Linked DNA regions of Mus musculus: all the other regions are linked to region 1. Evidence: chromatin contacts called from public ChIA-PET, Hi-C, HiChIP or PLAC-seq and promoter capture Hi-C data. All regions are on one chromosome and are shown on one strand. Each heading gives the region's core, a stretch centred on a gene start, on an enhancer-like site or on the middle of the called end of the contact. The rest is flanking DNA. Distances are from core to core; before and after follow the strand shown.

Region 1 (4,545 bases), core at 910-3,409:
ACCAGAATGTCCAACTGGTCTTTGTCATACAAAGTGAACCTCCACGGGAGGTTTCCTAGGGCATTTCCAGGAGAGAGAAGAGAGGAATCCACAGAGCAGGGTCAGCCTCTCCCCAGACACGTGCAGAAAACTAACATCCTCTAGATGGTAAATTCCCTGAACCTCTCTGATCGTCGCACAGGGGCTCCTGGGAAGCCTTAGGGTTTGGTGCCAAGGAAAGATCACAGACTGATGGCACTGGCTCCTGGCAGGTTTTCTTGACATCTCCTGTCTTGGGGCAGGCAGCAAGGCAGCTGGGGAGAAGTGGGATTCAGTGACGCCAAGGCTTTCAATTTCAATTCCAGACTGGGAGACAGTGAGTCAAATTCGGCACAAGGGCCCCACCACCCAAACCTACTTCCTCTGCTCAGGTGGGGCCCGGTCGTGGGCTATTTTTTACCCTTGATGCTTTACTGTACATGCGGGGTGCTGGGGCGGGGGTGCAAACTGTGGCAGCTGCCTGCAGAAAGCAGCTTATGAGTCACCTAGCGACTGCCCAGGTCTGTGGCAGTTGCCCCTGGGCTCCACAGAGGACCGCTGTCTGGGTTAGGGGGAGGCTGTGTACCCTTTTGCCCTAAGTGCTTTGGGGTAAGATAGAGAAACTAAACAGAAAGGCAAAAGGTACCCCCTCCTCCCCAAAAATGTGGGTTAGGGGAGGAGCGCAGATTAGAGGCAGATGGTAGGGAATGAGGTTTCAATTCTCCACCCAACCCAACAGCCACCTGGGTGGGCCACACAAGGAAGTAGATGTTCGCTGATCTCAACTTCTGGAGGTGCAGGATGGGGTTCAAACGGGGCACTCACCACCCTGAGTCTACCACCTCCAAGGAGGTCTCAACACAAACAGCCCCAAAACTTTGACTCATTTGTAACCACCGTCCCAGCCAGAGTGAGCCAAGCAGTCCAGACAGAGGCTATTTATAGGAGTCCGGGACAGACATTCACAATGACACACACTGGGGATCCGCGGTGGGCTAGACGCGCCAGCGCTGAGCCCTGGATTCAGACACCTGAACACAAACGGTCCTTAAATCTGGCTGGATCCAGATCATATCCCCAACCCCCGCCACGAGCACACAGCAAATCAGTCACACTGAGATGCAGGAACACTCGGACACGCACTCGGCCGGCACAGACCGCGACTCTGAACCACAGACACCAAAAGACGCGCGGAGACTCAGACAGACAGACTAGCGCACTCTACATACGCACGGAAACCCGGGACGCATCGCCATGGCCACTCCAGACACACGCCAGGAGCCCCAGACACCTCCCGGGCCAGACAGTGTCTCCCCCGCCCGCTCCCCCGCCCAAAGTTGATAAAGAGCCTAATTGCTCCATCGCCGCGGCCCCTAGGGAAAACGGAATGGAAACTTCCCCGACCCGGCTCCCCTGGCCCTCCCAAGAGGCGCGACGTCCCCGCCGAGCCCCGGGTCCGAGTCGGGCCGGGCGGGGCGCGCGCGGCGGGGACCGTGCCAGGCTCGCAGCGCCGCGGGACAAAGCCGGGCCGGCCGCCAGCTGCCGCGAGCCTCCGGGAGGGCGCGCCCCGGGCGCGGCGAGCGCAACCGGGGAGCCTGGGCGAGGCAGGCGCGCGGCCCCCGAGTCCCCACGCGATCCCGATGTCCCGGGCCGGGGATCCCACGGGGCTGTCCCGGGGGGAACAGGGCACACTCACTGATCTCCATGCTGGGGAACAAAGAGCGCTGGCAGTTGCACGCGCAGGAGACATTGGGCTGCCCGGCGGCGGCGGCGGCGGTGCCGTTGACCCCCATCAAGCGGTCACGGGCGGCGCGGGGCGCGAGGCGCGGGGCGCGGGGGCGGCTCCGGCCGGCGCGCGGGGCTCGGGCCCCGCATACAGCGAGCAGCGCGGCGCGGGCTCGGGGCGCCGCCGAGGTCCCCGAGGCGAGCTGGGTCCCCCGGCCGCCGAGCGGGAGCCCCGGGGCGGCGGGCCGTGGCCGCGGGCGGCGTGCGGGGCACGGGCGGGCGGCCGGGGCACGGGGCCGCCGGGCTCAGCCTGCGCGCCGGCCGATCCGCAGCTGAGCGCCGCCGCCCGCTCCTCATTCAAGTCCAAGGAGATCGGGTTGCGCCGCGCGCCCGCGGTCGGAGGCAGGCAGACGGTCTGACGTCAGCGCTAGACGGGGCTGCCGGTTCCCACCGCGCGGGGGCCGCGGAGGGGGCGCGCGCTGCGCCAATCCCCGCCGACGGCCCCCGCACCCTCCTCGGCCCGGGGGGCGGGCCCGTCGCTCGCGGGGCGGGCTCTTAAAGGGCCCGAGCCTAGCGTCCATGTAGACCGGTCGCCGGCGCTGCGTAGACCCAGCGCCCTCGAGACTCCGCAGGCCCGGTCCGCGGGAGCCCCCGTGCCTGCGGCGGTCACAACACAGAACAAGAATCAAGACGAAAAGTTAAGGTGTTCTCCTCTCCAACTCCTGCCCCTGGGGCCCTCCACCCAGGCTTTTGGGGGCACCCGAAGACTATAAGGTTTCTGGGGCGCCTTGGAAGAGTTTAATGCATGGAGATCAGAGCATGGAGGGTCTGGAGTAAAGACCCATCCATAGCTGTATTTCTCAGGAGACTGAGAATTAGTCTGAGCCCCTCCGCAACCCCCAACCCCGCGCGGCTCTTTAACTGGGCCTTTTGGATAGACTGGAATTTCTGTAGACACGCCCCGAGAAGCGCCCCCTGGTCCTTGCCTTGTAAATTAGTGCCCGGGACTGGGGGTGAGAGTGTGTGTGTGTGTGTGTGTGTGTGTGTGTGTTACTATTATGGGACACCCAAGCAGTTACACACCCTCACCCTCTATCTGCCGCCCCAAGGGCCACCGACTGGGTTGTGTGGCTCAGAGTGTAAAAGGGGGTCAAGGGAGGGTGCTTTTTGTTCATTAAGTTTTAATTAATTACTGGAGAGCTATGGGAACCCGTGCTCTGGCTTCAAAGATATTAAACTGTTACATAAGAGGCCTCCCATCCCTAGCGCAAAGCCAGCCTCAAATATGAAGTACGCCTCCTTGACCCATTCCTAAACTTTCAGTCGCCTGGCGTGCCTACTGTGTGCCAGAAGCACACCAGATAGTAATGTCTCCCATAGCAACTTGGGGAGACAAATTATTATTTGGCTTCATTTTACAGCCAGAGAAAGTGTTCGGTTCAGCTAAGCACAGCGGTGAAGGCTCAGGAAGACGGAGCCTAAGTTCTGCACAGCCTGATGGAGTACCTGTCCCTGCCCACGAGGGATCCAAGGACTTTAAGGGGCTGTGTCCCTTGTCATTAAAGAAGGGGAAAGCTTTCACAGGTTTTTGTTATTTATTTTTAATAGACTGGTGAATAGGTGAAGCTGAGAGAATAGTTTTCAGAGCAGCCCAGGAAGTGGGTTCCTCTGCCTAACCTTCCGTGACCTTCCTGGAGGAGCCACCGCGGAGCCCAGTGTCCTCCCAGAGGGAGGTTCCAAGGTGCTTAGTCCATTTGTTTGAAATAGCAGCTCAATCTTGCTTTTTGTTTTTAATATTTATTTTTTTATATATGTATGAATGCTTTGCCTGTGCGTGTCTATGCGACGTGTGTGTCCTTTATGTCAAAGGCCAGAAGGCCATTGATCGATCCTCTGGGAACTGGAGTTACAGATGGTTGTGAGCCACCGTGAGGGTGCTGGAAACTGAACCCAGGTCCTCTGGAAGAACAGTAAAGTACTGTTAAGGGTTGAGCCATTGCTCCAGCTATAAGCTCAGTCTTAAAGCCAGGACAGGGCAGGGGATTCATTTGTTCTTGTTCTAACGCAGGTGGCAACTGTGTCTCTTCCCCACGAGTGCGGGGCCCCAGCCTCACAGTCTTTCAAGATTGGCTAGTTTTAAATGGATCTTGGCAAAGGAAAGGAAGGCTCAGCTGCATCAGGACTGTTCAGTTCTGGGAAGGGGTTGGCGGGATGCTTTGCAAAATCAAAAGGTGGGGGAGATTTACAAAAACATTTTGTAAGTTGGAGGAATTTAAAGGTTTGAATTCCTTTGCATAAAAGTTCCTACAAGGTAGGTGTGTGTGTGTGATTTTGGTTGGGGGTAGGGGGTGTTGTGGAATACTGGCCCCTAGCAGGTTACCCTTTATGGAAAAATATTTTAAAACCATCCCCCCCCCACCCCCATGGGGCCAATAGAGATTGCTATGGCTACAGTCTTCTTCCAGCAATCCGTTCTGCTATTCTATCAACAAACTGTGAGAGTCTGGGACCTTAGCAAAGGAATTCAGTGGCGCAGCTCTCGTCCTTCAGAGGCCTTACAGGAGATCTGGCTTGTCCATCCATGGGAAACGTCTTGACCGTTGGCTATATTGGAAACGAGGAAGCTTTTAATTTAGTTTTTAACATGTGTGCATGCGCATGTATGTGTGTGTGTCAAACTCGAGGCAAGAGTCTGAGCTGCCTGCCTAACATTTCAAAATTCTCCCAGCAGCCCCTGGTCCCTATCTGTTACAGGGTATGGTGGGCATACCCCTGCCCTCTACCCTGAACTCTCCAGCCCTT
Region 2 (4,545 bases), core at 734-3,233, 460 kb after region 1:
ATGGGTGAGTGAGTTGGTTGCAGGCAACAGGAAAATGGTGTTACTGGGCCACAGTCTTGAAAATGGCCATTGTTAGGTGTAATTTACAACAACAACAACAGAGTGACTTGAGGCCACCCTGGTCTCTATATCGTGAGTTCCAGCTAGCCAGTGCTACATAGTGAGCCCCTACTTCAAAGACAAAATAGAATTAGAGACTAAGTTGACAGCTCAGCTGGTAGTGCTTGGTTATCATGCAGCCTTGGACCAACTTCAGCCCTGCATGCACTGGGTATGAAAGCTAACACCTGAAATTCCTCATTGGAGAGGTGGAGGCAGGAGAATGAAGGCTATCCTCGGCTACAGAGTGACCTCAAGGTCAGATTGGAATATAAGAGATCCTGTCTCAAAAACAAAGCAAACAAGCAACAACGGAAAGAATAAAAGTAAGAAAAATATTGACTGAAAAGCTTTGAGCTTGATGAAAGATTCTCAATCAGCAAATTTAGAAAGCCCAAAGAGTTCAAAGTACAACAAACGCAGAGACAGTGTGGCAAAACACAGAGCAGAGTGGGCGCACGCCTTTAATCCCAGCACTCGGGAGGCAGAGGCAGGCAGATTTCTGAGTTCGAAGCCAGCCTGGTCTACAGAGTGAGTTCCAGGACAGTCAGGGCTACACAGAGAAACCCTGTCTCAAAAAACCAAAAAACCAAAACCAAAAACAAAACAAAACAAAACAAAACTAGACTGAGGGAAACCTGAGTTTCCTTTAAAAGCACAAGGCGTATAATGGAGCAGTGGGTGACTATGATGAACTGAAGCCCTAAAATCTCAAGAAAGCAGAACAAAATGTCATAAAAGCTAGACTTTCATAGATTCAGTACACATGAAGCAGTAGTAGCAGAACACAAGGAAAGAACAGATGGAGAGGAAAACAATCCTGAAGAGCAAGAAATGAGAGGCCAAAAGAAACAGTACATCTAATGGGAAAACCAACGTAAAGCAGCAGAAATAAACCCAGGTACACCAACAAATACAATAAGTATAAATGGATTAGATGCACAAGCTAAAAGACAAAGACTACCCCTTGGAAACTTTTATTATGAAAATAACTTCAGGTGTATAGAACATGGGAAGTACATGAACAACATGGATATTCCTGCCATATAGAGTCATGTGTACTCTTCACACGAATGTTTGATGAGGAGGCTATGAAGGTCTATTTTACATAGTATACGTTACACAATGAAATACTAGTCACGTGCCAATGGGAACATACAGGGCTTATTTTGGGTATCAGACAGAGCTAGGCTCTCAGTTACTTTTAGTCATGTGATTTATGTGTGTAACTAATTTATTCTCTCAGTGAGGTCCTAGCACGGTGTGAAGCAGGTCGTTTTCTGGTTATTGTATTTCTAAATATTTCTTGCATAAACAAGTAATGCTATCAGCAAATGGTTCAGTGCAGCGCTTTGCGGTTTGGTAAACACTGAATGCAGAATAGCTTTTATTTATGACAGTTACTGAAAGCATTCAGCGGAGTGGCACGAAATAAGCAAACAATAATTGCCAGTTTATTATATTTATAATTGTTATTTATGAACTGTCACAAGGCCTGGCACATATCACTAACCCGTAAACATTGTGTTTGTAAGAATAATAAGTACTTTATTATATTCAGGCTCAGTAGAGCCTGGCACCACACGTGCGGGAAGAAAGTGGAAGTTTATTCTTGTTAATTATTATTATTAAGTAAAGCACTTAACAACAGTTCTCCCCGCAGGCGCTTACTGAACAGTCTCACTGGAGACCGCCCCTCCTCCCAAGCCTCGAGAGGCCACGCCCCCTGTCTCGGAAGCTCCGCCCTCTACCGCCCGGTCTGTGCCTGCGCAGTGGCCCTGAACACCCTGCGCATGCGCAGTCTCCCTTTTGTCGCTGGAGCCGCTGGCCACTGCCGGAGCCCGGCATCTGCTACGTACGTGCGTACGTGCGTGCGTCGGGGCGTGCGTGGGTACGTCGTGCGTGCCGTGAGCTCGCCCGGCACCGCGGCCTCGCCCTCCGCCCCTGCGCCCCGCCACCCAGGCCGCCGCCCCCCGCCCGCGCCGTCGCCCCCGACGGGGAGGACCATGGCGAAGGTGGAACAGGTCCTGAGCCTCGAGCCACAACACGAGCTCAAGTTCCGAGGTAAGCGGCCGGCCGGCCCGGGAGCTGTCACTCAGCGGCCGGTGCCGGAAGGGACGCGCCCTGAGGGCAGGACACTGTCCGCTTGAGGCCCGCATGCACCAGGCGTCTAATGCATGCATGTGGAGTCAGTGCATGGAAACGGTTTGCCTGAGTACCCTTCCATCAGCTCCCCCGAGGCAGCGAGCTGCCGGGGTTACAGCCCACGAAGCCCGTGCACACTTTCTGTGTAGTACACTTTCTGTATACATCTGTGTGTAAAGGTGCATGCCCAGGTGATTAAAAAGGTGCACGTAGACAAATATATATGCATGGTATACGCATGTTATAGATAGTGTGTATACATACATGTGCGTACATATATGTACATACACACACACAAGTGTGTGTGTATGTACACATGAATGTTTCCATTCACTAATTTTAAGGGCCACGAGGCAACAGGGTCCATGCCCAGCCTGTTCCTTGCTTCGTTGCATGTTTGAGTCATGAGATTGGGCACAGGAGGCCTATAAAGTTCAACAACCAGTAAGCAAGATGGCAGAATACAGTGGTAAGCACTAGGAGGAAGAGGAAGAAACTGGACTCTATGAAGGTGTACTTGAGGTTGGCTGATATGATCCTCTGTGTATTGCCCACGTGTAGCCCACAGCTGGCACACACGATTTTGGGTGGCCGAGAGTCACCCGTTTCTCCACCGCTGGGAAGTAACGTAGGATCACAGCTCTTATCTAGTTGTCGCATTTGAGTTCTGATTTCAGACGTTCAGATACTTAGCCACTGTACCCACAGACTCTTGGGAAATGCTTCAGATCTGTGGCTGTTCACCTTGCCTTCCAGGTTCAGAGTGTGCAGTGTGACTCTTACAAGGAAGCAGAGGCCGTCCAGTCAACCTGAAAACAAAAACCTTAGGCAGCCTAACACAGGGCTGTGGAGATGGTTCACCGGATAAAGAGCTTGCTGTCAAGGCTGAGGACTTTAGTTCAATCCCTGAGTCCCACATGGTCAAAGGAGAGAACCGACTTGTGCACATTGTCCGCTGACCCCAACAGGTGCAGCCTGGCACACTTGTGAACAAACACACAGACACATACACAAAAAAATTTCAATAGAAGCATCGACTTAAATGTGGACCCTCGTCACCAGAGGTTCCCCCACTTATCGGGATCCCACTTGTTAGCGACAAGGAAGTGGTGTCCGTTTGGTAGTGACTATTTGGAATTTCGAATGCTGAGTCTTTTTCAGGTTACAGTGGTGCGTGATCCCGTGCCTGACTGCACAGCAGTGAATCGCCGCCTGGTTATAACTGTAGCTCTGTGTATTTTGTGTGTTTGCACCCTGTCACGAGTGCAAGGCGTCCATCTCTGTGGTGGGGTGCTCATGTGCATAAACTCTTTGGCTGGTGTCTTTATTTATTTTGCGTTTATGTGTTGCGAATGGCAGTATGTGTGCCACAGTGAGTGTGTGGTACCCAGAAGACAACTTGTAGGAATCATTTCTGTCCTTCCACCCTTGGGGGTGGAACTCAGATCTCCCGTCTTGCGCAACAGTGCTTTTGTTTCCTGATCTGTCACACGCTGGTGTTCTCTTTTAGAGATATGTGGGTTCTCGTGTGCTGAGGTCAGTTCAGGCTGACCTCAGTCTTGAGACAACCCTCCTGATTTTGCTTCCCCAGGGCTGGTGTTACTGTCTCAGCACATATTTGAATATTGTATTGTTATCAAATGGGCACTGTGCACCTGTAGGATGACGTGAGTCTGGGGCATGTCAGCTGCGATGTTCAGAAAGGTCAAGTAGAGCCGGGCGGTGGTGGTGCATGCCTTTAATCCCAGCACATGGTAGGCAGAGGCAGGTGGATTTCAGAGTTCGAGGCCAGCCTGGTCTACAGAGTTGAGTTCCAGGATAGCCAGGGCTATACAGAGAACCCCTGTCTCAAAAAACAAACAGCAACATCAACAACAAAAAAAAAGGTCAAGTAGGTCGAATGCACTTTTACATAAACATATTTCAACTTAGGAAGGGGTTGTCAGGATCTAACTTTATTGAGGGACATCTTTGACTTTCTGTGATGTTCTCAGTGGCTTCTCTGGAGGGGGAGACTGGGAAAGGAAGACCATATCCAAAGTGACTTTACTGGGGTCGCCTGAAGCTCTTACCCGTGACATGGCACATTTATCCCATTGCTCTGCCTCTGTGTGTCAGAACCCAGGACAATTCAAATCCAGTTGGTTGGTCTCGCCTCCTCTTCTCCGACACCCACCTCTCCTTTGCATCCAGGGAAAAAGGGGGCAGATGAGGTGACCCAGACTAGAGTGTGTTAGGAAACAACTTCCCAGGGTGTGGGAGGTCAGATCGTGACAGAGTATCACTGAATCTGGTTACAAA
Region 3 (4,545 bases), core at 1,265-3,764, 380 kb after region 1:
CTAGAGAAAGAGATGTCCCCTATGGACATTCTCAAGAGAATTCAGATCACTTCAACAAGCCAGTCCCAGAAAATGCCATCTTTTCTGTGCTGCTTTGGCCTGGAGACCCTGAATGATTTGGAAGCAAGGCACCCCCCTCATCATGCCTTCGTCTCGAGATTAGCCAAACTTAATCAAGAATCTTGAAGTAAATCAGACAAGCCTCAGGATCCATTACTGTTATCAGTAATGTAACTCTAACAATATTAATTTTTACCTAGGCCATTCAGGACTTGTCGTTTTAAAAAGGATAACCTGCATCATGCCCACAGGAACCTGACCTACACCAAGAAGCAGCAAGCCCTTTTCAGCAGCTCTCAGCGAGTGGAGTGGGTCATAACCCCTTTGTGGGTCAAACGACCCTTTCCCAAGGTCGCTTGTCAGAAAACCTCCATACCGGATATTCACATGACGATTCACAACAGTAGCAGAAACACAGCTATGAAGTAGCAACAAAACTCATTTTATGGATGGAGGCCTTCACAACAGGGGGAACTGTACTAAAGAGTCACAGCACTAGGAAGGTTGAGAACCCAAAGGCTTAGACAAACTGCCCAAGGAGAGGATAGATAAGATACCACCTCAAGTGCAGGCCCGCCCCAGCTACTGGGCGAAGAGCATTTGTAAGGCAGTGTGCACAGTAAAACAGAGAACAGAGTCAAAAGGAACCAACTTGTTGTCTTCTTTAACATCCATGGCACACCAGATGAGAGACACTGACCGCTCCAATTCTCAGCCTTCTCTAGAAGACAGGCTAATCCCACACACTTCCCAGGGTAGCAGCCAACATTTACTGAGTGTTTACTATGCACAAGGACTCATGTCACCTTCTTTGATGGTTTAATCTTTACAAAATCCCTCATTATGCAGCCCTGGCCCAGCCTGGAACTCACTCTGCAGACCAGGCCGGCCTCGAATCCATAAGACTTAGGAGGTAGGATGCTACTCTGGTGGTTTTGCAGAGGAAACGACCAATGAGGCTCTAAGCGGTATGGTGACCTGCCCCAGATCCCACTGCAACTGGAGTGATCCAGGACTGCACCTGAGGGCTGACTCAAGGGCCAGGCCTCTTCACCACTCACTTTTCTTTTCTCTCCAAGTGTCATGCTACACTAATAGAGTTGACACACACACACTCACACACACACACACTCAGGGATCAAATGTGCTCAACACTGCAATGGTCTACCAAACATTCTCAGTCAACATCAACTCCTGTCAGGGAGTTTCAGGTAGGGAAGGGAAGGGGACAGAAGTAACTCCTAGGGCTGGGACTCAGGAAGCCCCAGTTGACTGTGGTGATTTGTGTCATCTGAGGTGATTTGACCTCAACCACCAGCAAGCCTCCCTGGGTTTTTTTTTTTTTTTTTTCCTGCTCCCCTCTGGCTTGTGAGGGAGATCTAGTTCATCTTTGTAAATTCATAAGCCCAACAAATGGCCCGAGCAAGTAGAGGTAGGCGCTGAAAAACTATATTGGATAGACAAGCCAAAGCTTCGTTTGTCCATTAGCCACAAATTGGAACTTGCACTTCGAAGGTGGCATCTCTCTCAGCTACTGTCTCTTAAAATAATTCCAGAGAAGAAGTGGAGGCTGAGAAGGGTCAAGTGGAAGAGACCCACTCAAAACATGGAAAGCAGTGGGCTCCATGAAGACATGGAGCTGGCCAGGCCCACAAGTAGGGCGTCACTCCCAAGCCCTAACTAGGAACCCAAGGAGGTTCCTCCCAGGTTGGGATTGGCTTTCCCTCTCACAGCTCCTAGCGCAGCCAGAGGAGAAAGTGACAGGAAGACAAAGTTTCCAACAGACCCAAGTCCTAGCCCAGGAGGGAAGGGCACCTGAGAAGAAGCGGGCTCGAGATAGGCTCGACCTGAGGCTCCTGTCCCGTCTAAGTGCACCCCACAGTCCTCTGGGAGGGACCCAAGGAGGGGCGGGGCGCCCCAACTGTTACTTACAGTCCTCTAAGTCATCCTGCAAGTCCACAAAGTACAGAGGGATCTCTGAAAAAAAATCAAAAGACACACAAGGAGCTACACGGGGCTGCGCGGGCGGCGAGTCCCGGGCTCGTGCGGAGGTGGGGTGAGGGGGGCTCTCGGGGAGGGGAAGGGGAGCCGTCGGAGACCCCTGAGCCTAGACCCCACTCACCCGCCATCTTAGGATGTGCCAGAGGGCGGGGCTGGAGGCGGGGGCGAGCCCAGAGGCCACGCCCATCCCTCGCGCTCCGCCCACCAGCCTGGCCTCACTCACCCGCCGCCATCTTGGGACGGGTGGAAGGTGGAGCTAGAGGCGTGGTAGCTTCAAGATTACGCCCCATCCCGCCCCGCCCACTCCTTAGAGAAGATGGGGCTGAGGCGGAGCTGGAGGGTGGGGCGACGCTGAGGCTCCGCCCATTGGTGCTCCGCCCACCCGCCTGTGAGCTGCGAGCCGGCCGCCCCGCCCTCGCGGAGAAGGTGGCTGCCGAAGTGGGCGGGGAGGTCAGGTGACCCAGCTGGCGTCCCAAGATGGCGGCGGCGGTAGCGCCCGGGAGGCCAAGGCGGTGTCCCGGCTGTTGAGGTGACTCCGCCGGACAAGTGACGGGGTCGGCCGGACCGGAGGGCGGCGGCGGACGCACGGCCGCCCGGAGTGCTCGGCCGGGACTTGGCGGTGAGGCGGCGGCGCCGGGGGATGCTGGTGCTGGGCCGGGCCTCTCCCTCCTCAACTTAGGGCGGCGGCGGGCCCGCACCCCTGGTTCCCGGGCCATGGCGCTGAGGGAACTTAAAGTGTGCCTGCTCGGGGTAAGTTGCAGCGGGCGGGGTCCGGAGGGTCGCGGAGGCCGGGCGGGCGGGCCCCGGCACTCCAGGGCCCCTTGCACCCCTTTACGCTCAGCGCGGGACGCAGCCCCCCACAGACCCCTTAGGGCGGCGGGACCAGCAGGCTGTGCCCCACCCAAGGCCCCCAGGTGTCAGGGTGGCCCCCGGCGCCCCGGAGCGACGCCCTCTTTCCATCCCACAGTGAAGTAGCCCACAGGTAGTTTCCTTCCAACTTTGCGAGGGACACCTTTAAAGTTAGACAAGTTTCTGAAAGTTAACCCTCCCCAGCAGGGCTTTGGGTTTTATGCGCACACTTGGCCTCCTTTCAGCAATGTGGGATGGTTTTGAACTTTTGGGACGTCTTTGACACTTCTGCAAGAGTTACTTTCCATTAAAGTTCACTCTTCACTAGAACAGGGAGGAGTTACCAGGACTTTGAAGGTTCAGCTTCCGGTCCTCTCACAGTAGTTTGGCCTTTTCAGAGCCTTCTAATGATCTCCTTCCTGAGTTTCTGTTTTAATGACTGAAAAAAAAAAAATTCCAATAACTACATGGTTTTTGCCCCTTAGCAGGGTGGGGCTAGGGTTCATCCCGATTACTCCGCAACTTGGGAGCGCATAGTTTTACTGGTATATGTTAAAAGGCCAGTGAGTCCAGTCACCTTTCACACAGGACAGGCATTGAAGAGGCCTTTTTACTTTGGGAGGGAGCAGGAGTTCAGTCTTAGAGACTAAACCTAAACCTTGTACATCCTAGGCAAGTCCCGCCACTGAGTTGTGTGTCCCCAGTTTGCTTGCTTCTATTTTTTTAGCAGGATCTCCAGAAGTTGCCCAGGATAGCCTTGAAATCTCAGCCTCAGCAGGCCTTGAACTTGGAACCCTCCTGCCTCTGCCTCCCAGATTTGCTAAGATCGCAGTCCTGTAGCACTAGGCCGTCGTAGGTCTTTCCGGAGGTCCTAGTGTCACTTAAGAACTGCAGAATCCTTCCCCAGTACTTTCAAGATGGTTTCTCACTAGTTGGCCATGACTGGCACTGTGCTCAGTTCTTAGGCTAAGAAATCTGCCTGCTTCTGTCTCCCAGGTACTGGAATGAAAAGCATGCGCTCTGGCCCCGTAATATAGTTACTTCACTGACTTATTACAGAAGCCTGTTGTGTCTCTCCATCTGCAGATGGAAATGCTTTTTCTGCAGTCCTCCACTTTAGGCTACAAAGTAGTCTTGGGTGTCTACAAATAGGTTAGTTTTTCCTCAGTGCCCCATCTTACTCTCTTTCAGGATACGGGTGTGGGTAAATCGAGCATCGTGTGGCGGTTTGTGGAAGACAGTTTTGATCCGAATATCAATCCAACCATAGGGTAAGAGAACAAGTTTATTTACTGTATACGTCTATCCCAGAGTTCGTGGAAAGTCATCGCAAGCAGGAACGTGTGACCGGGTGTAACTCCTGTTGTCCTGAACTTGATGAAATTTTGAATTGCTGGGTCTTGACATTCCCAAAATGATTTGAGAGAATACAGTGAGGTTTACTGTATCCTAGGAGAATATCTTCAGACTTTGGGAATAAGAACTTCAACAATGAAAAAGAATCAGTTGACATAGGAGTTTACAGACCCAGTTACACCTTGAAAGAGAGCAGATGAAAACACGTTCCGATGCAGGTCTTTGGGGGGGCATACCCAGTTTTGGTCCTTGAAAAGAAGTAGAATTGAATTCAAACCC
Region 4 (4,545 bases), core at 1,299-3,798, 340 kb before region 1:
AAAGAACGGACTGAAAGGTGTGTGTGCAGCCAGAGGAAGCCACCCAGCTGTGGCCTCCCCAGCATGCCCCAGCTTGTACCCAAGGCCAGGGGGGGAGCAACCGCCCCCGCCAGGTTCCCAGCAGGGCCCTGGGAGCCGCCCTGGAAGCCACCTGGCCCTTTGGGATGCAGGCGGCCAGCTGGGGCCATACTGCCAGACCTGAAACACAGAGACTGGCACCAAAGTCAGGGATTATCTATTGCTGCTTGATGAGCCAGGCAAGGCGCTGAATTGTCAGCTAGGACCCACTGCCTTGCTGGAGATCACAGGAGAGAGCAGGAGAGGCCATAAGCTCTGACCCTCACGCAGGGAGAGGGCCTTGTTAAGCCTGGCTTCGGGATGGCCTCACAGATCCATGCTGACCACATGCTGCTAAGCATCTATTGAGGACTCTACTTTAGTTTAAGGTGATAAATCCACATATTAAAAAAAAGAACGGACACAGTGAAAGGCACCCTCCATCTGCCAGCAACCTAAGCCCTACCCCCAGGAAAATCTCTCTGCGATTGGCCTTTCCTTCCCTCAGGACCTAGAGGCCTTTCCAAAGCAGGGCCTCTTCTTAACAAGTGTCTAAGGAGAATTAGAATTTGCTCTATATTATTTTGGCAGCTCTATCACCAGCTTTTACACCCTGACCCTTGAGTCATTATTTTATATTTTTGACCTTTAATGGAGCCAGACAATATCTCCCAGAAGCTCCAGGGCTTTTTATCTAGAGCTGAGAGGATTAACTGGGACCCTGTCTTCACGGAGATCCCTTCCGAGCCCCGGGTGCCCAGCGAGGGAGGGGTGGTCTTCAAGCTTCATTATTTCCAAGTTGACACGGCGGGAGCCCATGGTGCGTTTGGTGTCTTGACCTGGGGTTTTCTCAGCAACTTCCACAAGCAGAATAAAAGCGACACAGGAAACGGCACTATCAGGACTTGTTATCACCAAAGCCAAATATTTGATGATCTGCCCCACAGCGCACGGCTGGGGGTTAGTTTGAGCAAGTTGAATACGTGTGCGCGCACAGCTGCAGGGGGAGCTGTCTCAGACCAGCCGCAACCCAGCCTCGCATCACTCACTGGGTTGGCTGGAACTCCAGCAGGGAAACGGGTTCCCCAGCCATTCCATGGCGGCCTCTGTTCCGAGGTCCCCAGCCACCCAATCGCCAAAACCCGTGGTTTGCGCGCCACACGTGATAAACGCTGAAAATGGATTCTGCCCGCCCGGGACCTATCATTAAACATTTAAAATAGAAAACTCGCAATGGCAACGTTCTTTCCCCGGCTCCAGCCGAGAGTCCAAAGGTGGGCGACTGGCGGCTAGGCGAGGAGCCCCGCGGCACTCCGAGCGCACGCCGAAACCAGCGCTCCGCAATGGGACAGGTAGGGTCAGAGAGGGGAAGAAAAGGGGATGCGCGGGATGTCAGAACCAAGCTGGCCTCAGAGGGGCAGAGGAAAGGCGGGAAGGCAGCTTTGCCCACAAGGGCCCTTTAAATCCAGGTAGCGCGGGCCGCTGAAGCCGGTTCAGCTCACATGACCCAGCCGGGCGCTTTGAACTAAGCCGCTGCCGAGCCGGGACCTCCCGCCCCTGAGTGAGATGAACCCGCGGCGGAGCAGACAGAGACTCAGGGCTGGGGGTGCACCCTCCGGATAGCCCGGACAAACCCTCCGAGCCAGCAAGACTTATCCGAGACGCACAGAGCTTAAAGTCTACTAAGACCCCGGGGCGAAGAGTCTCTGGCGGGCACTGATGCTTTGCAAATGGAAAGGTGGACCACAGTGGCTGTAAGCAGAGACCCTCTCCCAGTCCCAAAGTGGCCCCAGTCTGAAATATATCCCCTCCCACCGCCACTCACCTAGGTTGACGAAGCTCATGACCATGTCGGCGTCAGTGAGGAAGTGGCTGTCCTGCAGGCTGGCTAAAGGGGGGCCCTGGGTACTGAAGACGGCCTTGTAGGGGTAGGAGAAGCCCTGTCCGTCCGGCCCGCTCTCCTCCACCGCCATGGCGTTGTACAGGTCCAACATGAACATGGGCGCCGAATTATGCTTTCCCTGGAGGTGCGGGCGCGGGCGATGGGGCAACCCTAAGATGGACAGGATCTCCCGCTGCATCTCCCGCCGCTCCTGGCTGCGGAGGCGCCGGTGGATGAAGCTGGAGTGCACCTCGTTGTCCAGGCTGAAATCGGCCAGGGCGGAGCGCAGCAAGAACAGAGGCGCCCAGAGCGCCACGAAGCTGTGTGGCGCCGCAGCGCGCAGCGAGCGCACGTGCATCGCGCCGGCTCTACGCGCGATCCGGGGCACCGGGCCCGCGCCGCCCCAGGTGGCAGCGGAGGGGGCAGGGCAGCGGTCCACGACCCGAGGTCACTTGCTGCAGGCGAGCTTCAAGGCGGCCTCGCCACACATGGCCACTCCCCGGCCGGCTGCGCTTTGCCCGGGACGCCCCTGTCCTTTACTCAGTTCTGGCCCGGGGCCCCTCGGCCCGCACTCGCCAGGACGCACGGCAAGGCTAGCACAGCAACTCCAGAGAGCGAGCAAGAGAGCGAGGAGGCGGGCCGGGGTGGGAGGAGCAGCAGCTTGCAGACCTACAAGTCCGGAGAGCGAGTGCCGGAGAGGCAGCTGGGCGCTGAGCGAACCCTAGCTCCCTCCTCCCGCTCTGATCGCGCTCGGGCCCGCGGGCACCAGCAACAAACCCCTTTCCGATCTCCCGCGTGCCCAATACAAGGGCCCTGCGCGCCCGGATCGCCCGCCCGCCGCCTCGGGAGCCCCGGAGTTGGGCGCGCTGGGGCCGGGGAGCGGGGGAGGAGCGGGAGGACTGACTTCCCCGCCCCTCCCGCTCCCGCTGCCTCCCACCTGCGCCTGTCCCCGCCCTCCCCAAGCCTGGCCCAATGGCTTCATTCATTCCTCCCAGGGCGCTCTACAAATATTTACCGAGTGCCCACCGGGTGTCCGGCACTGGGACAGACGCCGCAGGGACCCAGAGAGAAGAATCCCAATCTGCCCAGCTCTCTCGGGACTCGCACTTGGAAGTGGCCAAAGTGTAGCAACTAAGGGCTGTGCTAGGAAAGCATCCGGGAGGGAGCGCAGGAATCCGAGAAGGCTCCTCGGAGGTGGCCACTCTTGGACCTGGCTCATCTTTCGAACCGCCCCCCCCCCAACACTCCATTTGCTCCAGTCATGCAAAACCCCCTCGGTACCCCCACCGCTTGCCCCTCTGCTATCCTGGCTTTTGTTCCTCGGGGAACGTTCTCTCCCTGCCCCTCCCCCCTCGGGTGCCACTTCCTCTGGGAACCTTCCAGGACTGGCAGAGATAATGTGGAGATAAAGTTCTTTCTACACTTCACTCCCCCAACACACACACACATACACACACACACACACACACACACGCGCACACACACACACACACACACACACCTCCCCTCAAGTCCAGCACCCAAGGGATCCGGGCCCAGGTACTTCTCGGCTTTTCCTTCCCAAGTATCTTTTAACCCAAAGCCTTCAAACCCCAGATGCTGCAGCTCTACAGAGTACATAAGTGAAATCTGGGACTAGAGAATGTTCCCACCCCCCTCCTCTCTTGGGGGGGCGGGGTCCTGACATGAGTCCTTTGGTACCTCACTGTCTAACAACCCCACCCCTAGCCCCAGGTAGGGCCTGAGGAGTAGGCAGTTGGTACCCAAGTTCAGAAGAGCTCCCGACTGCATTTTCCTGTCTCAAAGGACTAGCCTCCCTCTCCTCCCAGGAGGAAACGTCCCAGACAGATACTGGGTCTCTCAGTGGATTGCTGCTCTTTGGAGCCTCCGTTTCCTAATCTGAAAAATGGGAGCAAAGCAGCCTTCACCCAGAATGGCAGTGAGTGAGTGGGGATGGTGAGCCAGGCTTCCTGCTTTGCTGAAGGTGGGCGACAAGCCAAGCGTTTCAGGGGTGGTAAAATGGCAAGTAGGGGCTGGGGAAGGGCCTTGAGTAGGGGGTCCCTCTTGAAGTCCTAGGGTGAGATGGGAAGCCTGGTCTTTCAGGCTTCCTGGAACAGAGATAACTACCTAGGTCTCTCAGGGCTCCTTGGTAGGAATTTTAGGTGATGTGACTGTCTGAGGGGCTAAAAGAGACATGCAGGTCTTAGCCCAGGCCTTGGATGCCACCAGTACTGAGTCCCTGGCCAGTGCAGACCTGAGAGGCCCCTCCCTGGACCTGCTGTGGTGGGTGATCTGAGGCCAAGCAGGCTGCGAGCTGGAGACATGACCTCCGGTGACCATGTTACAGTTCTTGATATTGAATAAACAAAGGGGCCCTGCCCTCATCCTGAAGGCTGTGTGTGGCCTTCTGTGGCCTGCATGGGTGCCACACACAGGCCAGGCAGGAGAACGTTGGGTGAGTGGGCAGGCAAGCATGGCAACCTCCACGGCTACCTGGTTCTTGGGCCCCTGGAAACACTAAGGACCTTCAGTAAGGTCCGGAACAGAAGGGTAGCAAGCAGTCTTTCCCTTTGCTTCTCTCTGAGAAGCGTCAGAGCCCAGTCGGA
Region 5 (4,545 bases), core at 1,211-3,710, 300 kb before region 1:
GCCAGCAGTGCTGGCTGAGGCTTGCTTGGAGCCCACTGTGTTTTTCTGGTCCTGTCTCCCATCGTGGGGCTGGAGCTGCCTTTGAAGTGCAGGTGCTGTAAACAGCTGCTGCGGGCACACCGCAATGCTCACACAGCACAGCAATGCTTCCTTGCTCCTCTACTCCTCTCGGAACAGAACGAGGCAGGATGCCTGCAGGGCAGAGGCAGATGCAGCTGCTGGCAGAACGCTCCCTCCCCCCACCTTTGTCACGGAGGTGGGAACCCCCGCCAGGCACCCAAACCCTGAGTCTCTCTCAAAGGATCTGCAGGTTTAGGCATCTTTGTTCATCTGCAGGCTCCTCCCTAGCCCTCCAGCCACCTCAGAACTTTTCAAAAGTCCCAGAGGAGGAGAGAGGCCTCTGGTGGAGTCTGTAGACCTGCGATTCAGGTCTGTCTCCAAGGGACATAAAAGGGGAGCCGTGTGTGAAACTCAGAAGAAAGCTGTGATGTCACCTTGCCCTCCCTCTTCAAGTCCTTCTGAAGCTTGCCTGTTGTGTGGCTGTCCTCCGGAGGAAAACTAAAACCAAAACCAAACCAACCAACCAAACAAACAAAAAGGCCACCACTCAGGACAAAGGGCTAGTTCCGCCAGGAAGAACCCTGCAAAATGCCAGCCCACCCTGAGCCAGACCCCTGGAGGCCCCTGGGTTCCCCAGGATCTGACATGAACCTGGCATCAAAGCCTCCCTCTTGGAGAACCGGCTCGCATGCTCAGCCTCGCATGCAGCTCTCAACCTTTCTGAGCCCAGACTCTCCATCCAGAAAATGAGGGTGAGTTTTCCCTACTCATTTCAAGTGTACCTATCTCCTGGTACACTTACCTGAGGTTCGCCCGTTTGTGTTCAGTTGCTGCATCTCCTTGGGCTGAGGGCTTCCTGAGGACAGAGACCTAGCTCCCTCATCCCTCTGGTAACCAGCACTGCATAGCACATGAGAGGCAACAGGAAGGAGTGTGATAATGATAAAGAAAGGCTCTTCACACAGGTCTCACACACACACACACACACACACACACACACACACACACACACACACACACACGCAGTGTTGGCTTTTAGCCTAGGCTCCACTCCATAGTTACTTGGCAATAGCCAGCTGGGCCTGACTCATTATAAAAGGGGTTGCTTGCCCCCTCCTCTCTCTCTCTCTCTCTCTCTTGCTCTCCTGTCCTTGCTCTCTTCCCCTCTTCCCCCTCTTTCCCCATTTCCCTCCCCCCTTCCTCCCCCCCATGTGCTCATAGCCAGCCTCTACTCCTCTATCCCCACCCCCCCTTTCTCTCAACTCCCTTCCCCATCCATGCCCTAAATAAACTCTATTCTATACTACAGAATAGTATAGGGAAGTGTGGCTGGTCCCTCAGAGGGAAGGGATGCCTCAGCATGGGCATGCAGAGAGGAGGCTGTTATTTCTGCCACTAGACTATTAGAAATAAAAACTATCAACTGGGGCCTGTGGTCAGGTGGCTCTCACGGGATCAGTCCCAGCATCTCTCATACACCTTGATTCAAGCCACTTTGGTCCAGTCAGTTTTTTACCTCATCCCAGTCTCTCTTTGTTAAGGATACGGTTCTAAGAGTCAAGGCTCCTCTAGGACTTCAGAAATCCCACCTTCTGCTCTAGAAGGCTCAGAGAGAATAAAGCGAGACATGTCTTACCGTAGGTCTGCAAGGAGAGGAAGTGATATTCACGCTATTAAGGCTTAGGATGGAAATACTATTTTCAGATAAGCAACAACTTTTTATATATTTTTAAAAATTCACTTTTTTTAAAAAAATATTTTTATGTGTGAGTACCACATGCATGCAGGAACCCACAGAGGCCAGAGGGCATGAGGTCCCATGGAAGTGTAGTTTTAGGCAGATATGAGTTGCCTGGCGGGGGTCCTAAGAAATGAATGAACCTAGGCTCTCTACAAGTGCATTAAAATTCTTAACGCCGAGCTTTCCCCAACGACAATCTTCTTAATAAAAGCAAATCCCAAACATGTTTTGGACAGTAAAAAGCCTTTAATCCCGGCACACAGGAGGAGGCAGGTGGAGAGGACCTGGTACAGAGGCAGGAAGCCAAACCAGGCAGAAATGTTTCCCTTCTCCCATACCTATCCCCAGGTCCATGACCGTCCTAGTGAAAAGTTGTAATTATTACCTCCCCAAATGACCCCCCAAAAGAGCTTTGCAAGTATTATTTCCCCTAAGTTATCAGACCAAGAAAACCTCGACCCCAGAGATCTGCATCTGAGAGCTTCATGTCCTCCCTGAAGGGTAGTGTGTGTGTGTGTGTGTGTGTGTGTGTGTGTGTGTGTGTGTGTGTGTGTGTGTGTGTGTTGGGGGGGCGCCTCAGAGGCCCCTGCGCCTGCGCACTCTGCTCCGCGGGCTGTCCCGCGGTCAGTGGTGCAGTGCGCATGCGCGTGGCTAGAGCGCGGAAAGGTTCGCAGGGGCAGGAGGCCTCAGAGCGGCTCCGCATCCGCCATTATGGCGTTCGCGCCTATGGGGCCCGAGGCCTCGTTCTTCGACGCCCTGGATCGGCACAGGGCTTCCCTGTTGGCCATGGTGAAGAGAGGCGCAGGGGAGACCCCTGCCGGGGCCACCCGCGTGGCCTCTAGGTACAGCAGCTCGGCAGGGCCATGGAAAGCCCGGGAAGGTTCCTCGTGGCGCCGAGGTGGCCTCCGTGGGGAGAGCGTCGGAGGCCACGTCCGAGCCCCGAAGTCGGTGCTCCCTAGTGCTCCCTGGTGGTGACCGGGACCCTGTACACACCAGATGTTTTCTAGAATGTTCCAGGCGCCCCGCTCTGGCTTAGTTCCTAGGTTTATCAGTGTCCTTTATAGTCAGAGAGCTTGAGACTTGCTTTGGATTTATGGGGCTTTGTCTTGTTTTGTTTTGTTTGTTTTTGTTTTTGTTTTAAATGAAAGCTGGGCTTTAATTTCAGCACCGGGAGGCTGAGGCAGGCAGGTTTCTGAGTTTGAAATCAGTAGTTCCAGAATAGCCAGGGCTGTTAGACAGAGAAACCCCATGTTGAAAAAAAATTGTGTGTGTGTGTGTGTGTGTGTGTGTGTGTGTGTAAAATAGGTTTGGGAGTGAGGGATAGAAGAGGAAAGAGAAAGTGAAAAGCGTTTACTCTCTGAACTACCACTAATTAATTTCTCAGAACTAACAAGGACATCATCACATTTTAAGTAATTTATAATAAGACTTTTTTTTTTTTAACCTGAAGGGAACAGATGAACATATTGTAAGTAATTTCTTCACAACCAACTACAGAGACTCTCCTACGGTTCACCTGACTATATCTTGACCTTCAGTATTTGTCTCAGCCTATTCCAAACTTTGAAAAAAATTGTGTTAGAAAATAGTAAATGTTTTAAAATCCATTTTCTGATCTATCCCCCCCCCCACATACACACAGTAGAAACGTTGAGAATTGTGTGGTTGTTAAAACTCAACATTTTGCCCATCTTCTTTGTTTAGCTTGGCTTTCCTCCTTAGGCAATGTGCCAATGTTGCTTAAAATGATTGAGATATATATTTTTTTTAAACTGATGGTTTGTGAAATTAACAGCCAGCTGGAGAAAGCTGGGTTCAGTCTTGATATTTTGTGGTAAAGAGGCATGATTTTTTTGTGGCCAAGTGAACTATTTAGTACAAAATTCATTTTTTTTTCTTTTCTTGTAGTGATTAATTTTTTTCCTTTTGAATCATTACAATTTAAGATGGTTAATTTTTAGTCATGATATCAATTTTAGGGCAATGTGCTATAAGAAAGTATGTATGTGTGTGAGAGCGAGCGCGCTTGCTCACTTGCAGGAGCGTATATGTGTGTTAATGTTTCTGCATTGAATTCTTGGGAAGGAAGTTCAAAGCTAGTCTTACATCATCCTCAGTTAAAACATTTTTACAGTAGTATTTCAAGCCAAGTCTGTATTGAAGTTCAGCGACATTGAAGTAAGTTAATGTGAGCAAATAAAAAATGTATTTGTAAGTTATATTAGCTCGTCATTAATGCAAAAGGGTTCTTTGAAAGAGGAATTTACAGGTAAATCTAATTTTTTGTAAGTAAGCGCTATGAGAACAGTTGTTGGAATCCATGCCAAGGTAAGAATTTGGTAAGAGAGATGGTTACTGACATGTGTTTGCAAGGCTTAAAGAGACAAACAGAAGCGAGGAGGGGTGGTCCACATCTGCAATCCCACCATCCAGGAAAGCAAGGGAGGATTGTGGGTTTGAGGCCATTCTGAACTTCATGGTGAGTTCCAGGTTAGCCTTTGCTACCTTGTGAGACCTTGTCTCCAAAAGCAAGACAAAACAAAACAACAAAAATATGATGAAATAAAGAAATTGTGCCAGGTGGTAGATGTCCATGCCTTTAATTCCAGCACTTGGGAAAGAGAGGCAGGCAGATCTCTTGAGTTTGAGGCCAGCCTGGTCTACAGAATGAGTTCCAGGACATCTAGGGCTCCACAGAGAAATCCTGTTGGGGTGGGGATTGGGAGGTTGTCTTTGTATTGATC
Region 6 (4,545 bases), core at 852-3,351, 280 kb before region 1:
GCTAAAGCTGGGGGGGAAAGATGACCTTTCTGCCCGACATGATCTCCCCGTGGCCTGCGAGGTTGATAACTATCTGAAGCTGGCTGCATAGGCTGCAACACCACCTGTCTTAGTTACAGTTGCCACTGCCGTGATTAACACCATAAGCAAAGCACGCTGGGGAGGAAAGGGTTTATTCTGCTTAGGCGTCTACATCACAGGTCATTAGCAAAGGAAGTCAGGGCAGGAACCTGGAGCAAGAGCTGATGCAGAGGCCATGGTGGGATGCTGCTTACTGGCTTGCTTTCTGTGGCTTGCTCAGCCTGCTTTCTTATAGAACCCAGGGATGGCCCCATCCACCATGGGTTGGGCCCTCCACCACTGATCACTAATTAAGGAATTGCTTTACTGTCTTGCGCACAGCCTAATCTTATGGAGGCATTTTCTTAACTGAGGTTCCCTCCTGTCAGATGACTTTAGCTTGTGTCAAGTTGGCATAAAACTATCCAGCACACCCCGCAGGACTATAATGCAGTGCTGCAAGGGCCATGGCCCTAAAGGGAACTGTGCTGTTTGCTGCTTGATGGTTGTGGCCGTTACTGTAAAGCCTCTTTGGTCACTGTCAGCTGCCCTCACTAAGGGTGTGCTGTGCTGGCTAGTTAATGAATTCTTTAGACAGGGATCACAAGGCTGGGGAGACAGAGGAATCAGTCTGGGCGGGTCCTGGGAAGGTCATAGTAACAATGCCCTGTGAAACCAACCTAAAGGAGCCCTCTACTCTGGACCCAACTCTTCCCCTGAGCCCCAACAGGAATAAACACGACGACGACAAACCAAACACTATGTACGCTAACTAAACCTTGTTATTTGACTTCTCAGGGGATGGGAGTAAGTAGATGATCACCAAGTGTCCTAGACAGGCCTGTTTCCTCTGTGTTGTACTGAGGTCCCTTAAGACAGGTAACCAGCGGCCAGTTTTTATTCCATTGTTCTGTAACCCTGTTCCTGCCTTACATTTTTAAAAATTGTTTTGGAGACAGAACATTTCTGTGTAGTTCTGATTGGCCTAGAACTCACAGAGACGCCCCCCCCCACCCCCTGCCTCTACCTCCTGCGTGCAGGGATTGGAAGGCCTGCCAAGTTGCCCAACAAGGAAACTAATTTTGTAGGGACCAATCACATTTTGTTCTTCCTCACTGACACTTGTCCTTTCTCTCTCTCTAAAACCGCTTTCCCTGATTGGTTCATTGGAACCCCCATTCTGGAATCTAGCTAACTATGTTGTCATTTTATCTGACACCTTAAACACTCTATGTGGAATGTTTCATAGAGCAGGACTTTTGTGTTTCAAACAGGCTTAATACTGACCTATTAGTACATGGGGCTCAGTAATTAAGTGTACTTGTTGCTCTTGAAGAGAGCCATGGTTCGGTTCCCAGTACCCACATGATGGTTCGACTATCTGTAACTCCTGTTCCAGGGGCTCCTACACAGTTTTCATGCCTCCCCAAGCATGTGGTGCATATACATACACACAGGGACAACATCCATGCACGGAAATAAATCTTAAACATCTCAGGGAGTAGGAACCATTCCCCTTATCATACCGCTCGGGATGTTCCAAGTAGGCAGCCTCTCAGAGGACAGTGCTAGATCTGAGCTGGGGAACTCTTTTTTTGTTTGTTTGTTTGTTTGTTTTTTGTTTTTACATGTATATGAGTATGTTGCCTGAAGAAGTTTAAGCACCACTGCGTGCAATGACCACAGAGACCAGAAGAGGGCGTCAGTTCTCCAAGAACTGGTGTTGGTTCTCTTGGACCTGTGAGCCGTCCAGTAGGTGTTGGGAATAGAATCTGGGTCTTCCCCAAGAAGCCACTGCTCTTGGCCGCTGAGCCATCTCTTCGGCTCCACGATCATCTTTAGACGTTTAAACAACAATCAATATAACGATACACACGCGAAAACAACGCCCTCTCTCAACTAGTTGCCTGGCAACTGCGCTGGCCGACTTTCCACAAACGCACAACTGCTGGCATAAACACTTCCTCTCGCCCTCAGCAGGGCTTCTGCGCATGTGCGCCCGCCTTGAGAGGGGCGGGACGCCGTGCTCTGACGCTTTCCGGGCAGTCCCGGAAGTGGCTCGTGGCGCGTGCGCGGTGCTTCTGTGGTAACGGGGCAGTTTCCACCGGCTTGAGGCGGACGACTCGGCGGTCTGGGGTCTCCCGGCTGCGCCCCCTCTGCCCCGCGCCAGAGCAGGTCCGTGGCTTCGGGCCCCGCCGCGTGCGTGTTCCTCAGGCGGCCGCCGCGCTCCCTCCGGGAAGCCCGGGCCCGCGTGAGGAGACCGAGCCCCTCTCTGCAGCCGGACCCCGTGCGCTCCGCTAGGTAGGCCGGGCCTCTCCGCGTGCGCACACCGCCCAGGCCACGGGGGTGAGGGGACGGTGGGGGACCGCGGCGTGCGCGGATGGGAGGGGCACGGCCGAGCCGGCGGGCGTGGTCGGACGCTTGGGAGCAGCCCGAGCTAACCCAGTCAGCCAGGAGAAAGGCCCCTGAGAGCTACGGGAGCTGGAGAGATGGCTGCGCTGCCTGCCAGAGGTCCGACCGCCTCTTCACCCCCGCTGCAGGGCACCCGGTACGCCCTTGCTCTTCTCACGTGCGCATGGTGATCTGAAACTAAGTCCTCAAGTAAATTGCACGGGAGAGGAGCGTGCGGATCCCAGCACACACTGGGGGTCGTTTCGTTTCCTAACTCCAGGATGGAGGAGTTAGTTTTTCCGGTGAAAATCAAGACTAACTCACGCTCCGGAGAAACATAGCCCTGGCTGCGTGTCTGTGCATCCCTCTCCCTGTACAGACAGGCTTGTAGTCCTCAGCCCCGAGAGTTGTCTCCCGAGCCGTCTTCTGAGACGTGAATGTGCACCTTATGGTGGCTCTGACACATCGTGGCTGTCTCGAAGGCAGCAGGAGTCAAATGCGCTCCCACAGTTCCTTGCAGTTTCCCTTTCCTTGTTATTTTAAGGAAGCGACCCTCATTAGGCTGTGGATTGCTCGGGCCTTAGCCTCGCTTTTGGAGAGGTGGCTGACTTGGTGGAAGTCTGGGTTTTAAGAATTTGCTTTTTAGTAACAGCTTGAAATGTGGCAAAAGCATATGGGAGTCTGGAGTCACAGTGCACAGATGGTTTCCTTGGCAACGACACAGTTGTCAATTACATTCAGTGTTAGACCGTGCAAATCCTTTTCTTTAAATGGGCTCTTTTGTAGACCAGGCTGTCCTCAGATTTCTGTACAGTCAGGGATGGCCTGCTCCTCCTGACCCTGCCTCCCAAGTGCAGAGATCACCTGTGCCAGCTCACCTGACTAACCCTAAACTTTCTCTGCCTGTTGTGTGTATGGCCATGCATGCGTGTCACAGTCCACATCTGGGCAGAGGACAACTTTGGAGTTCTCGCCTGCCTTTCTGTTGGTTCTGAGGGTCGAACTCGGGTTTCCAGGCTTGCACACCAAGTGTCTTTACTACCTGAGCCAACTCACCAGCCACAGAGGAGCCTGGAGAATGTGCACTGTTGTTTCAGGACAGCCGGAAGATGAGGCATGGCGAGGGACGGTAGGGCCCGGTAGACTGCCACGCTCAAGAAAGCAGTGCTGACTATCGATGGCTCCAAGTCTACACCGTCACACCAGACCTTCAGTACTCAGTGGGCCAAAGTAGATTGCTTTGGATTGTTCTTTTCTTTTTTGGTGTTTTGAGACGGGGTCTCTGTGTAGCCCTGGCTCTCTTGAAACTCACTCTGTAGACAAGGTTGGCCTCAACTCTCAGAGATCCGCCTGCCTCTGCCTCGCAAATGCTGGGATTTAAAGGCATGTGCCACCACTGCCTGGCATGAACTGCTTTTCTTAAAGCCCTGAGAAATTGTGGAACACCTGCCAGAACTGGTTGTTCTTTCTAGGTAACATCATGTAGACATTGACCTAAAATAGAGAGGAAGGGGGACCCTGGGCACAGGAGGCCCCTCTGCCCACTGCTGGGTGCCCAGTGTGCAGTTCTGACTCTGGAGAGTGATACCTCTTTCCTAGCTGCTGACTGAAGCACTGTAATATGTCTGCGTTGGTGCCCTAGTGCTAGCAAGGGCATCCTCCCTAGACAGTAAAGTAGATGTGGATGTAGGAAAGTCTTCCTTCATAGCTTCCAGAGGCTAACAATGCTCTAAAAATAATAGTGTGTGTGTGTGTGTGTGTGTGTGTGCGCGCACAGACACAGCCTCTGTGTGTGTGTGTGTGTGTGCACAGACACAGCCTCTGTGTAGCCCTGTCTGGCCTGGAATTCAGTATGTAGACCAGGCTGACCTCATCCTCAGATCTACCTGCCTTTGCCCAAGTGTTCTGATTATACTATGCTGGGCAGAGCGGCTTTTTTTCTTCCCCCTGAAACAGGGTTTCTCTGTATAGCCCTGGCTCTCCTGGAACTCACTTTGTAGACCAGGCTGGCCTCGAACTCAGAAATCTGCCTGCCTCTGAGAACGGCTCCTTTTATTAGGCATTCTGCTTGTGGAATATTTAAATCTCTTCTAA

The links. Promoter capture Hi-C pulls out the DNA fragments that hold promoters and counts their contacts. A called contact is a pair of places that touch in the nucleus more often than the background predicts. ChIA-PET counts read pairs in DNA pulled down with a chosen protein or histone mark. HiChIP or PLAC-seq counts read pairs in DNA pulled down with a chosen protein or histone mark. Capture Hi-C pulls out chosen DNA fragments and counts their contacts.
Region 2: a FOXA1 HiChIP or PLAC-seq map of pancreatic cancer cells shows a contact between it and region 1. The contact joins the promoter of Vapb here to the promoter of Pmepa1 in region 1. A contact is called at or near these places in 1 of 39 promoter capture datasets (liver) and 1 of 115 datasets of contacts at active chromatin or transcription factors (pancreatic cancer cells).
Region 3: a contact with region 1 is called in a Hi-C map of regulatory T cells, with 5 times the contacts expected there. The contact joins the promoter of Rab22a here to the promoter of Pmepa1 in region 1. A contact is called at or near these places in 1 of 39 promoter capture datasets (pre-B cells), 1 of 484 Hi-C or Micro-C datasets (regulatory T cells), 2 of 115 datasets of contacts at active chromatin or transcription factors (memory CD8 T cells and pancreatic cancer cells) and 2 of 9 other capture datasets (adipose tissue and liver).
Region 4: a promoter capture Hi-C map of embryonic stem cells shows a contact between it and region 1. The contact joins the promoter of Bmp7 here to the promoter of Pmepa1 in region 1. A contact is called at or near these places in 3 of 39 promoter capture datasets (embryonic stem cells, hippocampal neurons and liver), 3 of 484 Hi-C or Micro-C datasets (embryonic stem cells and palatal mesenchyme) and 1 of 115 datasets of contacts at active chromatin or transcription factors (embryonic stem cells).
Region 5: an RNA polymerase II ChIA-PET map of memory CD8 T cells shows a contact between it and region 1, with 14 read pairs. The contact joins the promoter of Spo11 here to the promoter of Pmepa1 in region 1. A contact is called at or near these places in 1 of 39 promoter capture datasets (liver) and 2 of 115 datasets of contacts at active chromatin or transcription factors (memory CD8 T cells and pancreatic cancer cells).
Region 6: a contact with region 1 is called in a promoter capture Hi-C map of liver. The contact joins the promoter of Rae1 here to the promoter of Pmepa1 in region 1. A contact is called at or near these places in 3 of 484 Hi-C or Micro-C datasets (the AML12 cell line, the HL-1 cell line and pancreatic cancer cells), 1 of 115 datasets of contacts at active chromatin or transcription factors (memory CD8 T cells) and 1 of 9 other capture datasets (liver).

The regions. Positions count from the first base shown.
Region 1 is chr2:173,274,374-173,278,918 of GRCm38.p6, forward strand. Pmepa1 (prostate transmembrane protein, androgen induced 1) reads right to left here and starts at 2,160. Exons shown (of 4, transcript NM_022995.3): 1 at 1,715-2,160. The coding sequence starts at 1,811.
Region 2 is chr2:173,735,588-173,740,132 of GRCm38.p6, forward strand. Vapb (vesicle-associated membrane protein, associated protein B and C) reads left to right here and starts at 1,984. Exons shown (of 6, transcript NM_019806.5): 1 at 1,984-2,163. The coding sequence starts at 2,106.
Region 3 is chr2:173,657,331-173,661,875 of GRCm38.p6, forward strand. It overlaps Rab22a (RAB22A, member RAS oncogene family), which reads left to right and starts at 2,515. Exons shown (of 7, transcript NM_024436.3): 1 at 2,515-2,811; 2 at 4,102-4,181. The coding sequence starts at 2,776. It also overlaps the pseudogene Ppp4r1l-ps.
Region 4 is chr2:172,937,773-172,942,317 of GRCm38.p6, forward strand. Bmp7 (bone morphogenetic protein 7) reads right to left here and starts at 2,549. Exons shown (of 7, transcript NM_007557.3): 1 at 1,883-2,549. The coding sequence starts at 2,297. It overlaps Gm40010 (a long non-coding RNA gene), which reads right to left and starts at 1,873. Exons shown (of 3, transcript XR_867069.2): 1 at 1-1,873.
Region 5 is chr2:172,977,382-172,981,926 of GRCm38.p6, forward strand. Spo11 (SPO11 meiotic protein covalently bound to DSB) reads left to right here and starts at 2,461. Exons shown (of 13, transcript NM_012046.2): 1 at 2,461-2,643. The coding sequence starts at 2,513. It overlaps Gm52538 (a long non-coding RNA gene), which reads right to left and starts at 1,739. Exons shown (of 3, transcript XR_003953974.1): 1 at 1,697-1,739; 2 at 863-960.
Region 6 is chr2:172,998,016-173,002,560 of GRCm38.p6, forward strand. Rae1 (ribonucleic acid export 1) reads left to right here and starts at 2,102. Exons shown (of 12, transcript NM_175112.5): 1 at 2,102-2,361.